3 separate regions of the Zea mays genome follow, and regions 1 and 2 are each linked to region 3. The links are chromatin contacts, called in public Hi-C maps. All regions are on one chromosome and are shown on one strand. Each heading gives the region's core, a stretch centred on a gene start, on an enhancer-like site or on the middle of the called end of the contact. The rest is flanking DNA. Distances are from core to core; before and after follow the strand shown. Region 1 holds the start of LOC103634880 (Enhancer of polycomb-like transcription factor protein). Region 2 holds the start of LOC100279497. Region 3 holds the start of LOC100191191.

The links. A called contact is a pair of places that touch in the nucleus more often than the background predicts.
Region 1: a contact with region 3 is called in a Hi-C map of ear, with 2.1 times the contacts expected there. The contact joins the promoter of LOC103634880 here to the promoter of LOC100191191 in region 3. A contact is called at or near these places in 3 of 25 Hi-C or Micro-C datasets (ear, leaf and tassel).
Region 2: a Hi-C map of leaf mesophyll shows a contact between it and region 3, with 2.8 times the contacts expected there. The contact joins the promoter of LOC100279497 here to the promoter of LOC100191191 in region 3. A contact is called at or near these places in 7 of 25 Hi-C or Micro-C datasets (bundle sheath, ear, endosperm and 3 more).

The regions. Positions count from the first base shown.
Region 1 is chr8:19,394,512-19,399,158 of Zm-B73-REFERENCE-NAM-5.0, forward strand. LOC103634880 (Enhancer of polycomb-like transcription factor protein) reads left to right here and starts at 3,031. Exons shown (of 5, transcript XM_008657462.2): 1 at 3,031-3,504; 2 at 3,602-4,647. The coding sequence starts at 3,760.
Region 2 is chr8:18,981,532-18,986,168 of Zm-B73-REFERENCE-NAM-5.0, forward strand. It overlaps LOC100279497, which reads right to left and starts at 1,339. Exons shown (of 12, transcript NM_001152498.2): 1 at 1,175-1,339. The coding sequence starts at 1,300.
Region 3 is chr8:19,214,365-19,219,294 of Zm-B73-REFERENCE-NAM-5.0, forward strand. LOC100191191 reads left to right here and starts at 3,339. Exons shown (of 3, transcript NM_001136626.1): 1 at 3,339-4,016. The coding sequence starts at 3,645. LOC100283387 (syntaxin 32) reads left to right here. Exons shown (of 5, transcript NM_001156288.2): 3 at 1-161; 4 at 1,050-1,250; 5 at 2,332-2,743. The coding sequence ends at 2,491.

The sequences.
Region 1 (4,647 bases), core at 1,781-4,280, 180 kb after region 3:
ATTGTCTCCAGGCGTCCGGGCAGCGGCGGCTGACGGGCTCTACCGTCTCTGCGTGCGGGCGAGCAGTGGTCCTAGGACTCTTGGTCCGGGCTCTGCGTCCGGGGCTCCGGGCGAGCGGCGATCCGGGCGAGCGGCGGTGCAGCGAGCGAGCGAGCAGTGGTGCAGCGAGCGGCGGCGGTGCAGCGAGCAGCGGCGGTGTAGCGAGAGGCTCCGCTTGACCGCTTGAGTGATTGGAAAATTGGGATTCGAGGGCGGCGGACGCACCGCTTGGGTTGGGACTCTAGGTTTTTTTACTTTGTTGACTGGCTGGCGGCTGGGCTTTTTTCCTACGGGCCCATAGTTGGCTTGGTCGGCAGCCACTAGGCCACAAGCAGTCCACAAGTAAATGTCGATGGATTGCTGGATGGTGGAATAAAAATCCTAGATGCTAGATTGTTTCGGTTCCGGGTATTTATCCCCATGGGTAATCGGGTTTGGGTTTAGCCCTCCCAAACCCGAACCCGCCATACCCGATGGGTAAGGGATTTATTCCAAATCTATACCCATGGGGATTTGTTTTAACCCATACCCTAACCCTAATGGAGGAATCCCCACGGGTAATCGGGTTTCGGGGCCTCATTGACATCTCTACTTGAGGGTGTCCCAAATTTGCTTGGCGTTATCCAAGCCGCTCACCTTATGGTACTCGTCCCTGCATAAGGATGCTAGCAAAACAGTGGTAGCTTGTGCATTTTTATGGATTTGCTCATTAATGAAAATGGGATCGTCAGTATTATCAAAAAATATTCCATTTTCAACGATCTCCCAAATACTCGGATGGAGAGAGAATAGGTGACTACGCATTTTGTGACTCCAAAATGAGTAGTCTTCTCCATCAAAGTGCGGAGGTTTCCCAAGTGGAATCGAAAGTAAATGAGCATTGGAGTTAGACGGAATACGAGAATAGTCAAAAGAAAAGTTTGAGTTAACTGTTTTCTTTTTCTCATCGTCGTCGTCTCTTTGGGAAGAGGAAGATTCGTCACTGTCGTAGTATACTATCTTCTTGATGTGCCTCTTCTTCTTCCCGTCCTTCTTCTTGTGACTTGAGCCAGAGTCAGTGGGCTTGTCGTCTCTTGGCTCGTTGAAGACGGATTCCTTCCCCTTATCGTTGACCACCATCCCCTTTCCCTTAGGATCCATCTCTTCGGGCGATTAGTCCCTTTCGTGAAGAGAACGACTCTGATACCAATTGAGAGCACCTAGAGGGGGGTGTGAATAGGTGATCCTGTAAAAACTTAAAACTTATAACCACAAAACTTGATCAAGTGTTAGCACAATAGAATCAAGTGGCTAAGAACCGAACTCTTGTGAAACACAATAGTCACAAAGAAAACAAGCACAAGAGACACGATGATTTATCCCGTGGTTCGGCCAAGTATAACACTTGCCTACTCCACGTTGTGGCGTCCCAATGGACGAGGGTTGCACTCAACCCCTTTCAAATTATCCAATGATCCACTTGAATACCATGGTTGTTTTCTTTCTTATACTCTTTCCCGTTTGCGAGGAATCTCCACAACTTGGAGTCTCTCGTCCTTACAACAAAGATCAAAGTGAAAGCACTAGAGTAAGGGAGGGAAGCAACACACACAAATCCGCAGCAATACGCACTCACACAGCCAAGACTTGAGCTCGAATGAATCGCAACAAGTTCACCACTAGAACAGAGCTCAAATCGCTAAGAATGTCAATCAAGTGCGCGAAGACGGAGTGTGGAAGATTAGAATGCTCAAAGTATGCTTGTGTTTCTCCTCCATGCGCCTAGGGGTCCCTTTTATAGCCCCAATGCAGCTAGGAGCCGTTAGAGGCATTCTTGGAAGGCAATTCTTGCCTTCTGTCGTGTGGCGCACCAGACAGTCCGGTGCACCACCGGACATTCACTGTTGCAGAATCTCCTTCCTAAAATGGCACAGCCGACCGTTGCAGAATTGTAGTCGTTGGCGTACCGGACACTGTCCGGTGCACACCGGACAGTCCGGTGCCCCCAGCCGATCGTTGGCTGGGGCCACGCGTCGCGCGCGGATTGCGCGGCCGACCGTTGCGCTGGCGGCCGTTGGCTCACCGAACAGTCCGGTGCACCACCGGACAGTCTTGTGAATTATAGTCGTACGCCGCCGACGAATTCTCGAGAGTGGCCAGTTCGGCAGAGCCAGCCTGGCGCACCGGACACTGTTCGGTGCACCACCGGACACTGTCCGGTGCACCCAGACTGAGCAGCAGTTGGCTGTACACAGCCAACTCTTTCCAATCCCTTTCTTTTCCTGATTCAACCACTTAGACAAATATATTAGTACACAAAAACCAATGTACTAAGTCTAGAATCATATCTTCTTGTTGATTTGCACTTCCTTCATCATTTGGCACATAATTACTCACTTTAATATGTGTTGTGCACTTAATCACCAAAATATGCTAGAAAATGGTCCAAGAGCACATTTCCATTTCAAGTGTTAGTTCTAAATTTATTAGAATATAGTCTGAACAAATTATAATTCTAATCAAATATCCAAAAATTTAATTTTAAGACGCATTGGAACATAAAATGATCGTTGAATCTTCGAGCTATAAATCGTACAAGTGACCATTCAACAAGTTATTATATTTTACGTTGTAAGTAAGGTTTAAATCTCTGAAAATATATATAGCTGTTACATTTCAGCTGCTATAGCCGGATATAATATTATTTAACTTTATTATTAATGATTTAACAGTTCGAAGATAGAGTACATTTGGTTCGTGTCTAAATACGCCATATTTTATATAAAATTAGTCGTTTAAATTAAAAAAAATAACTTTAGACAGAAAAATTATGTAAAATAACATAAATTAGGCAGGAAAACATGCCTCTAACTTATCGAGGCAATCGGACAAACAGACGTCGTACTAAAAATTGAAAAAAAAATCAAGAAAAGAACCAGTTTGCTTCGCTCACTCACTAGACGCGCCTCCAAGCCCGCCAAAACCCTGGAAGCGGTGACCTCTTATCATCTCCGTCCAATCGAGATCGGACGGTGCGGTTTCCCGCTCCTCCCGTACCCTTCACTTCCTCACTCTCCTCGCCAGTTAGTTGGCTGTACCCCACCATTCCCCGCTCTTAACCGGCAAACAAACAAAACGGAAAACAAGCCACGGAAAAAAGAGGAAAAAAAGCTCGAGAAGAGCAAACCCTAGGTTCCCGTGGCACCGACGAAATCCTAATTCGCCCGCATTGGATCGCCCAGGCAAGGGGCTTTTGGCACAGATCGGCGCTCCCCCGTCCTCGGATTCGATTCCTCTGCTCAATTTGGGGCCGATCCGTGGCTCGGACCTTCTCGCCGCTCGGCGACTCTCTCATCTTTTTTCCCCGATCCGTCTGTGAGACACTAAGCGCTTTGCCGCGGTCGCCCCTGCTGACGCCACCGGCACAAGGAGGCTTGTCGCCCACTCTGGTCCGCCACCGACGCTTGACGCCTCCAGGGCTTCAAGGTAAAACATTTTTTTTCAGTGCACAGATCTGCAATTTGTTTAATGTTTCGATAACAAATGGACTGTTGTGGCGATTGTGTATGAACTGATGGTGTAGGATTGCTGATGAGAGGATGATTGAAATTGTTTCTGTTAACTTGATTCAACTGAATCCGTATGCTCCACGCTTCCGCTCCTGATCTGGGGTCGGGACTCTATGTATGATGGGAGGTGAAATTCTGCAGAAATCTGTTCTCTTGACCTGTGGGCTCGTGAATGGAATCCAGTGGCGGTGATAAACCCACTGCAACAGATGCTACCGAATCAGTGGTGGGTTTAGATGGCGAGGAGACTTTGTCTGAGAGGGAATCTGTTGGAGCAAGACATGGCCCTGCCTTGTCTAATGGGGGTGGAAAGGAGGCTCCTTCGAGCAGTTCATCTGCAGGGAATAAGAGGAAGCACGGCATCTTGGGTTCTAATCAAATGGAACTCAATGAACCAGGGATGCCAAGTTCCAGCTCAGGTGATTCCACATGGAGTTTAGATAGTCTGGATGACCGTCACCAGATCTCATTGTTGAGAAGTAAGAATGAACACTCTGAACATTCAGTTACTTCAGCTGGAGTTACAGTGATCAGGCAGCCTCGTGGCGTCTTGAGGTTAAGGAAGCGGGATCAGAATGTCAGTACTGAGAGTTGGACTGGTGGTCATAATATTCCACAAGCTAATGGAGTTCCTAGGTCTTCCCAACTCCTGAGGCGGAACAAGAAGGGGAAATCAACTGTGTTCGAGCAGAATAGAATTGGTGGTGATGAACCTGTCAGTTGCTTGAGAACTGAGAATGGTACTTGTGATCAGGATACCGGCTCCAAGTTCTGTTCTGAAACTGAGTTCTCAGCTGAAAAGCTGTCACATCTTTCAGGTGAAGCCCCAAAAGCTGTTCATGTTGACAAGGGTGGGTGTGACCATGTCAAAGATGATGATGGTGTTAGTCTGGAAGAAAATGCTGCTATGATGCTTTGTTCTTTATCAGATAACATATGTGCTGGATCACCAAGGAAGGGAATGAAATCATCTGATACGTCATCAAAGAGATGTATTCCTCAGCATTCAAATCATTTTAAGAGTTCAAACAAAAAAATCAAGGATGTACCTAGTCCTGCT
Region 2 (4,637 bases), core at 89-2,588, 230 kb before region 3:
ACTTCATTTCTTCTGATTATCTGGTATTCTGGTACCGCACATGTTCATTCAAGCAAACAACTATATCACGATCTAAAAGACTTGGAAAACTATTGTAAAAGTTGGAACGAGAAACATGCTACAATACAATTAAGTATGTAAGTGCCATGAAAGATGAGGAAGTAAAACAGGGGGGAAAGAAGCAGTATGGTCTAAAAATTCTGAATCAGCTTGGAGTCGGCCTTGATGAAGAGAAGGGAAATTCATTTCATAGCATAAACTAAAAACGGAGAGATTTCTGATACAACGCCAAGGCATCTCCGCTAAATCATTTGAAAATTTTACATCTTGCAGGATTGGTTCTTGATGAATGTGAAATTAGTCCATGGAGATCAGTATAGGTCATAAAGGATGAAGAAAATCACTTTGTAGCATCTGATGCTCTACAAATCACAGTATAAAACAATAAATCCCCAAACAGCGGAAGCGTTAATTCAGTCATTTATGTAATATCGCTCTCGCATCAGCCTGTTACACCGTGCCAAAGTGGAATAGTTACTAGTTTCTTTAGAGATTTTATTCTTTGGAAGCTAATTTTGTATTTACCTTGGGGGCATAGAATCAGTAACAGTAACCCACGGTTTTGGAAAATAACTATACTGCCTAGACAGGAGGTAGACTTGATCCTGATGGATGGGACTGGATTGGATTAAGTGGAGTAAAGAATTGCAGCATATGATGTGCCATGCTAATTAGTCAAGCAATGGTAGCACGCGACAAGCTTTCCAGCCGCTGCAAGGTCTCCGGATTTCATGGCTAACTGGTAAATGATTTACAAAATACCTATAATCCTAGATAGAAAGCACAAAGCAGAGTGCAGAATGAGGTGGCAAATTGACCTTTTTGGTGGAACAGGCTGCATCAGGGAAGGTGAAGGAATTTGATGGCAGAAACAGGCGAAACGAGTCCCATCGGAGAAAGTCTCAGTGAGGGAAATTACACCCCCAAAAAAACATCGACGAAATACTAAGTGCGAATCCTGCTGAAAAAGGCAATACATTCTGGAATAGTATGACGCGGTACGAGAGGCGGACGCGTACTGTGTTCTTCCTCTGGCCGAAAAAGGGGGGCCGAATCCTGGTGTTTTAATGAGTGCGTACGTGAGGGGGCAGAGGAAGTGGCAGCGAGTACCCACCATGTAGAGGTAGAGGAAGGCGAGGAGGTAGAGGAGGGAGCCGCGGAAGCCGACGGCGGCGGCGGCCCAGAGCGCGGCCAGCACCAGACCGATGTGGTAGACGAGGGGCAGCTCGGCGGCGTCCATTCCCGCTAGCGCCCGGAGGCGGAGGAGGAGGGAAAGGCGTTGGTTGGCAAGTGGCGGTCCGGCTGGCGGGTCGTGGTGTGACACTGATCTATAGGGATATTCCTAAAACATCCGAATTCTATCACAAATCTAATATTTTAGCATATATATACATATAATTTAAAGCTAATTTTGGCAATGTTATGAAGAATATTATAAAGTATTTAAATAAATTTTTGTATACTTTTTATGTACATTATTTTCTCCCTACAACAAAAAAGGTGAAAAAACATCCGAATCCGTATTCGAATAGACATCCGAATTTTATATCAATTATTTAAAAATATCTAGAACGAATTTAATGTTTATTTTTTGTGAATATTAATAGCCTCAATGCTAAAAACAAGAATATAAATTTACATAGCAAATTTTATATGTTATTTGTTCACAATAGAAGAAAGAAGACCAAAAAATTGACATCCGAATAAATATCCGGATCCATCCCTACTGATCTATGACTATCTGTTCTGATCTGGTGGAAAGGAGGGGAGCCCTACCAGACCGACCGCCGCCGTCGCGCCACGACGGCTGGGCACGGGCAGCCGGAGGGGATGAGATCCTGCAGTGCAGAGGCTGCCATGTGGGCCTGGCGGGGGCGAGGACGGGCGCAGCAGGACTAGTATTGATTTTGTGACAGCGACACGTGGCGAAGTGAGAAGGTCACGCGGCATGCCGACCAGCCAATGGGCCAGGCCCAGCAGCAGCAGAAGAAGAAGCTGAGCTGAGCAGGTGTCAGGCCAAGTGGTACACTGCCCGCACGCGGCACGCCTGGCGTGTCCTCACGTGCCTGCCTGCCTGCCGCCGGCGCGGCCACCGCGGTTGCGAATGCGATCGGGTCATCCACGTCTCGTGGCGTTTTATTCAGCCACTGGTTGTGGCGTTCCTTCACGGCTTCACTTATAAAAAACCACGACTAGTCGAGGGGTACTGCGTACTAATCAATCGATTATTTAATTATTATGCTCCATTATTATGAACGATCGATCAGTTTCGCTTTTGGCATGCTATGGTAAGTGTTGAAGTATACTCAGTGGCAAAAGAGAATTGATAGAACTGTATCTTTATTGCAGGGTTTCTTGCTTATATACAAGTGGATACAGAGTCTCCCAAAGGATGTGTCCCTTGGGAGAAAAGTGTCAGGGGAGAGGGTTGATCACATGTTATACATATTTTGTAACACTCCCCCTTGATCAATTCGCATCCATTTGATCATCTGCAACATGTCTTTCAAGATATTATCTCCTCAAAAACCCTGTGGGAAAAATAAGGAGTATACAATATCTTTTGTATAATGAGAAAATCTCACTTGAACTCCAAAAGGAAATTATGCTTGTAATCATCATTCATAAAAACCCCTGTGGGAAAAAGTTAATGATGAAGCATATAGCTTAGTTGATATTACCTCGTTAAAAAAACTTTGGATGAGAAAACCTTAACAAGGCAAAACTCATACAAAGAAAAGAGTGTAATATGATGGTATAAAACAGGTCGAATATCACGGAGAATTACTCCCCCTGATCTTGCAAGCATTTAAGTCTTCTCGTACCAATCACCTCAACAAATTTCTGAAAACGTTGAGTATGGTAGAGATTTTGTGAATAGATCAACAAGATTATCACAATACTTTGTTTGCAAGATATTATATATTCCATTTTCCTGTTTCCATCTGAACAACATAAGCTCAATTATCCTTATAGATAATTCTCGGTGGTTCAGTTGAACCATGGTATGCCATTGTTCTCCCATGGACCTCTAGCCCAAAGAACAATAATATGTCTATAGTCATCATCTCAAAAACCCCCATGGGGAAAATAAATGATGAGACATATAACTCAGGCTAATATTTCTCCAAGATAATCTTGCCAGAAAATCTGAGAAATCAACATACCAGCTGAGTCTCCTTAAAAACCCAGTGGGAAAAATAAGGAGAGTAGTCATACTCTATTGTTGATCCATTTGAACTTTTAGGGAGATAAACTCATAACCTAGTTCAAATACAACAATAGCTATGTCATAATATATCATCCTCGAAAACCTCAACGAGAAAAATAGATGATACGACATAGGCCTTGTGTTGATGTTGTCTCATTAAAAACTTTGAATGAGAAACCCAACGAGGGAAAAACTCATGCAAAGAAAAGAGTACAACATGATGTATAAACAAGTTCTTCCGATCAAGAGGAAACTCCCCCTGATCTTTGTAAATCACTAAGTCGTCTCATACCTACTCTCAAACATATTAAAAATGTGGAGTAAGATAGAGACTTAGTTTATAACTTGTTTTTCATCTAAACAACACAAAGTAATATTATCTTTATAGATAATAAGGTCAGTGATAGAAAATCATGACCACCACATATCCTCAATATGTAGTATATCATTCTGTACAATCCCACGAAGTGTACTATAGAATGATTAGTGTAAGTGACCATTAATCTCTGTTGATCAACATTTATCAAACAGTAGGTCCAACTTACCAGAAGTATGTCATTGATCTTGTACTTGGGGATCTTCTATAGATATCCAAGATCAATATATCCAAACATAAGGAGAGCATGAGTATACCTGGAGATCATAACTCGATCTCATGTGCTGTTAGCTAGCAAATCTTTGCAAAGCAATATCCGGCCGGATGCTCTTGCAAGATACAATAGCACATCTCATGATCCAAAAGAATCAAATAACAATGATTCTCTCATATTGAATTTCTTCAATATATGTTGGATATAGATAGTTTTGTATCCAAGATACTCAAGATAGGTTACTTTGAATTGAAAATCTCTTTCATATCATATCTTCTATCTCGAACTCCGTCGATAAGTAATGTATGTTTAGAAATATGTTACACATATTTACGCTAAACATACCATTCTTTGTGTATCTCTTCGGAAGGAAGGATTCACTAGGTCGAATGTACCATATTTGACCTGAATGCTCTAAGTCACAAAGACTTTCCAAGCATTGCAAATTTGTGATAGGTTATTATGTATTTGGAATCCTTCAAGACTCCATAAATACCATAATTCAGTGACCACATATGCATATGTTGTCACTACATCTATCAACTGCACAGATAGATGATTTACTGCCCTTTGTATTGTATCGGAATTTTACTACTCACGGTAGAAGAGAATTTATAGCATTAAAATAATGCTTGGGTTTGCGTATAAACCCAGTTGCTACTAGCCATGCTTTCTCACCACCTCATTGTTTCCAAGTCCATGAAAACAAACTTGTATCCACAGTAAGATACCTTGAAGTGAAAATAAGTTAACACTTCTTTCCGGTGAGCAAGGCT
Region 3 (4,930 bases), core at 2,089-4,588:
GTTCATGAAAATAGAAGGCAAATATTTTCTTCGTCAGCTGCAAAGGATGAGTCAAATCCATTCATCCGTCAACGACCCCTTGTTGCTAGGGATCCATCGGAGTCCTCTGTGCCCCCAGCACCATGGGCCAGCGACTCTGCATCTACCCCACTATTCCAGAGGTACGGTTACACACACAATACTCCATGAATTTGTACTTTCACCTATCCACAGCCATTCAAAATTACCTTATTTATCCTTTCACGTGCTATGCTAGCTATATGTTGGGCATTGGGCTGCTAACGTTTCACTTGCTTTAGTCTATTCAAAATCACTTTAGTTGTCTGCTATCATGTAAAACTCAACCTGCGGGGGTAAGACCGCCCCCACGCTATTATATTAAGAAGAAGACCTTCTCACGTAGGTCGAGAAAACCCCTGAAACCCTTGTCTCACCCATACACAACGGTACCATAGCCCATGTGAGAACGACCGTGACCAGGGTCGGATCTTAGACATGTGCTTTTGCATGGAACAAACAAGAGGATTTTTTTAATCACAGTCTGAAATTCGCTCCCATGGAGAGTCGAACCCAGGACCTGAGGAGTGATACTCAGACCAACTAACCAACTCATCTAGAGGCCCTTTCACGTTTGCTATCATGTAGGTAATGTGGTACAAAAGAAACACTGTTCCATAAAATTCCTCATGTCTGTCTGAGTACATCAACCTTTGCACTAATCATGTTTATCATAATTCAATGTTATGTATTGCTTGTTCTGCTGCTGGTTTGAATATTTTCTAGGTTCCTAGTTTGATGGAACAACCTCAGTGCTTACTCATGAAATTTGTTAATTCAGCATGTGTTGGGCACAAGCTGTTTCATTTGGGTTAACATTTCTGTCTGTATTTGTATTTGAGGTCATGAATGCTGGCACACATGTCCACATTGAAATAAGATAGTCTTTTTTATTTGTTGTCTCTATGGTTGTCCTGAAGTTATGGTAGCCATGCAAACCGTGTTTGTGTGCTTTTAGATTCTCTTCTTTAATTTGTGCTCCCACTAACCAGGAAGAAGACTAATGGAGATCATGGAGCATCATCATCATCTCAGCCTTTCGTGCAGCAGCAGCAATTGGCAGTACAACAGGACAGTTACATGCAGAGCAGAGCTGAAGCTCTACAAAATGTGGAATCAACAATCCATGAGCTGAGCAACATCTTTACACAGTTGGCAACCATGGTTTCTCAACAGGGAGAGCTAGCAATCAGGTGAACTTCTTCATTTAAATTTTATTCTACATTTTTTCTATCTATTGTCCATAAAATAACAGCTCACACTTGAACTTAAATCCGTATCTTTGTTTTTTGACTGCTTATATTCTATCCCATGGACTTATCAAAGAGGAACATCGGCTGAAATGTTGACAGTGATTATGGCAATTTTCTGGCTGCTTAGCTATTTGGGTAGCTCATAAGCAGGCAGTGACACCGGCACTTTAACAGTACTTACTGCATTAGGGTTAGGTAGGGTTTGGAATTTTTATTTTTCTTAATAAGTACAGTAATTAGATTACGAGCATAAGGTTTAAGTCAACCAGTATCCTATCTATTGTTCTTGTACTTCTATCTATGTAGTTACTAGTTAGTACTCCCTCCGTCCCAAAATAGTATTTGTTTTAGGGTGTTAATGGATTCATACAATATTTGATGTATGTGTATTATATATGTGTCTAGATTCATTGTCATCTATTTGAATATGGACACAAAAGTAAAGAGCTAAAATGAACAATATATTGGGACAGAGGGAGTAGATTATTAGGAAGGAGACTGTTGTTAAGAGTCAATACAATCCTTGGGCACATAAACAGTACCGCGTCACTGTGGCACTAGCACAGCGAAGGAGCCTACATGTGCCAAATTATGATCCATGAAAAAAATGAACCAACTTATGTACCTGGCTGATTAGGATATAATGGCATCCGTGATAATATAAGGACCTTTTTGGATATACGGGGGCTAACAGTTGGCGACTTGGCGCATATTTTTGAATACCAATTAGAAAGGCTAAACGTGGACTAATAAGAACTAATGGTAGCTAATTTAGTGGTTAGAGTCTGTCAGCCCTTATTAGCCCCGAATTAGCTCATGTTGAATTTATTTTCGTAAAGTGGGCTAATTTTTAGCTCTGTTTGGGATCCAATCAAGCCCTAAGTTCGGAATTGGTGGGAGCATATATCTTCCTGGATCTTATCCCCAAACAGCTCCATTATCAGTCCACACTGTCCCTATTGTATTGCAGCGATGTGCCCTACTGGCTATCTTTTATTAACTGACGTGTTACCTATGACAGAATCGACGAGAACATGGAGGAAACCGTGGCTAACGTGGAGGGAGCGCAGGGCCAGCTCCTGAAGTACCTCAACAGCATTTCGTCCAACAGGTGGCTGATGATGAAGATATTCTTTGTGCTGATGGTGTTCCTCATGATCTTCATATTCTTCGTCGCTTGACCTTCTGTAATCATTCTGCCCGAGACGCTCTGGCTGCTAAACGCATAGCATTCTTTTATTTTTAACTCATACTACACCGTGTACACAATTTTCACCCCTGGATGATGAGCAGAGTCGTTCACCCTTTTGTGGTCATGTAAATCGGGAGGAGTTCCAGTACTTAAGTTTACTCTTGATTGGTAATATCTCCACTGTATTTGATGTATCAGTATGCTGAACAGTAATAGTAATAGGCAGGTGGTAGCAGTGTTACAATACCGCTTCTTGTCATTGTCAGATCGCTCGCTAGCGCTATACGGGAGTGTGCCCAGCTACTTCCGGCACATGCTACTCTGACTGTTCCTGGTGGCTGGTATCTGCTGTCTCTCTTTTCATACGCTAACTTCAGGTAGGCTATCTGTCATGTGTCTACTAGCTAATTTTGAGGTAGGAGGATCTCCCAGATATCTGTCCTGTCTACGACAAACATAGATGGATCCTGGCATCATGGACGATGCCTCCTTTTGCGCTGAGCCCTATTTTTGTTTCATTTGTAATTTTTATTGCGCTTTTAGCACGGTTAAAACGACTTGATGCGAACCTGATGATATCATGGCTGGTGGTGATACTATACAACTACCCTGCTCTGCAATTTCACATTTCTACAGGTTCCATGCGTATGCCGCAGGCGAGTCCTCTTTCTGAGACTGGCAGCTGGCGTCCCACATCAGGCGCGTGAGGACGAGGCAGCGCGTGGCGTGTGCAGTCTGGCAATGTGTAAAATGCTGGTGGGGGTGGATAAGACTCGTTTGTAGCTAGCGATAAGTAAGGTAGCACGGGAGCAAAGCAGACCAGTAGACCACCGTGCCTGTGCCTCTCTCTCGTAGTCGTATCTGCGTTGCGCCGCTGCTTAAACAAACGCCGGACAGGGGAGGGCCGCGGCACGCGTCTCCAGTCTCCACCCTCCACGGCTCCACCCATCTCAAAACCCTAGCAACCGCGCCTCCATCGGTCCATCCCTACCCCAAATCCCAATCCAAGTTCGGTCCCCAGGCGGCGAGGACCCTCCCGCGCCGACTCGTCCCCGCAGATCGGCGGGCGGGGCAGATTCAGATTCGGGTCCGTGGTTCGCTCGGCTAGCCTCGCCGGGGTCCCACCGCGGCGGTCGGGGAGCATGGTGGGAGGGGGGAGGCGGGGAGGAGCGGCGGCGGAGGAGGTGAAGCTCAACACCGGCAACGTGTTCGCGGCGCTCGAGTCCCTCAAGAAGAAGAAGAAGGGCGACAAGGGCAGGGCGGCCGGGCCGTCCTCCAGGAAGAAGCACGGCGCGGGGGCCGCGCAGCAGCAGCAGGAGCCGCCGCAGAAGGATGTCTTCTGGGCTCCCGCGCCGCTCACCACCAAGTCCTGGGCAGACGTCGAGGACGACGACGACGACGACTACTTCGCCACCACCGCGCCGCCGCGCCCCGTATGGGCCGCCGCCGCCGCCGCCGAGCCCGCCAAGGAGGAGGAGGACGTCGAGGATGCTGTCCGCGCCGCCCTTCAGGAGGTCTGTTTCCCCCACCTTCTCTGTATGCCTTGTGATTTGGTTGTGGAATGCACCAGTGAAATATTCTTATACCTCCAGACTGTTCGTTGCTGTTTAACCTATACGTACTGGTTAGTTGACAGTTGGCGTGGAACCCTGGGAGTAAGGGCATGCAACGCTAGGTAGGTTTACGTGTGCATTATGCCGTTCCATTGGCATCGGTAACAGATGCACTTATTTCCTGTGGCCAATATGGCAATCAAAGGATGCCTGACAAGATGATCCCTAATGCTATCCTAATTGAGGTATGGGGATACCTCGGGGATATAGCTATAGTATGGTTAACCAAGTTGGTCAACCAATCTTCCGACCGAACAAGATGCCTGGCGAGTGAAGTATAGTGGTACCGATTTACAAGAATAAGGGAGACATTTAAAGTTGTACTAATTACCGAAAAATTAAGTTGATAAGCGAAGCTATGAGAGAGAGTTATCGAGCATTGGTTGAGAGGAATAACAAGGATCTCCTTGAACCAGTTTGGTTTCACGCCTCGAAACCATTTTCTTAATAAGCAAGTGATGGAGCAATATAGGGAGCAAAAGGACCTACACATGATTTTCGTTGATTTGGAGAAGTCTTATGACGAAATACAAGGAATATTATGTGATGTACTTTACTACTTTGGACAAACATAAAGTTCCAAAGAAGTACGTTGGACTCATTAAGGACTTGTACAACAATGATACGACTTCCTGATTAGAATAGGACTGCATCAATGATCATCTTTGAGTTCTTAGTTCTTACCTTTTTGCCTTGGTGATGGCAAGGTGCATACAGAGGGATATCCCTTGATGTATGCTTTTTTGCCGACGATGTAGTGCTAGTTGATGAAAGTCGGGTAGGAATAAATAACAAACTAGAGTTGTGGTGGGAGA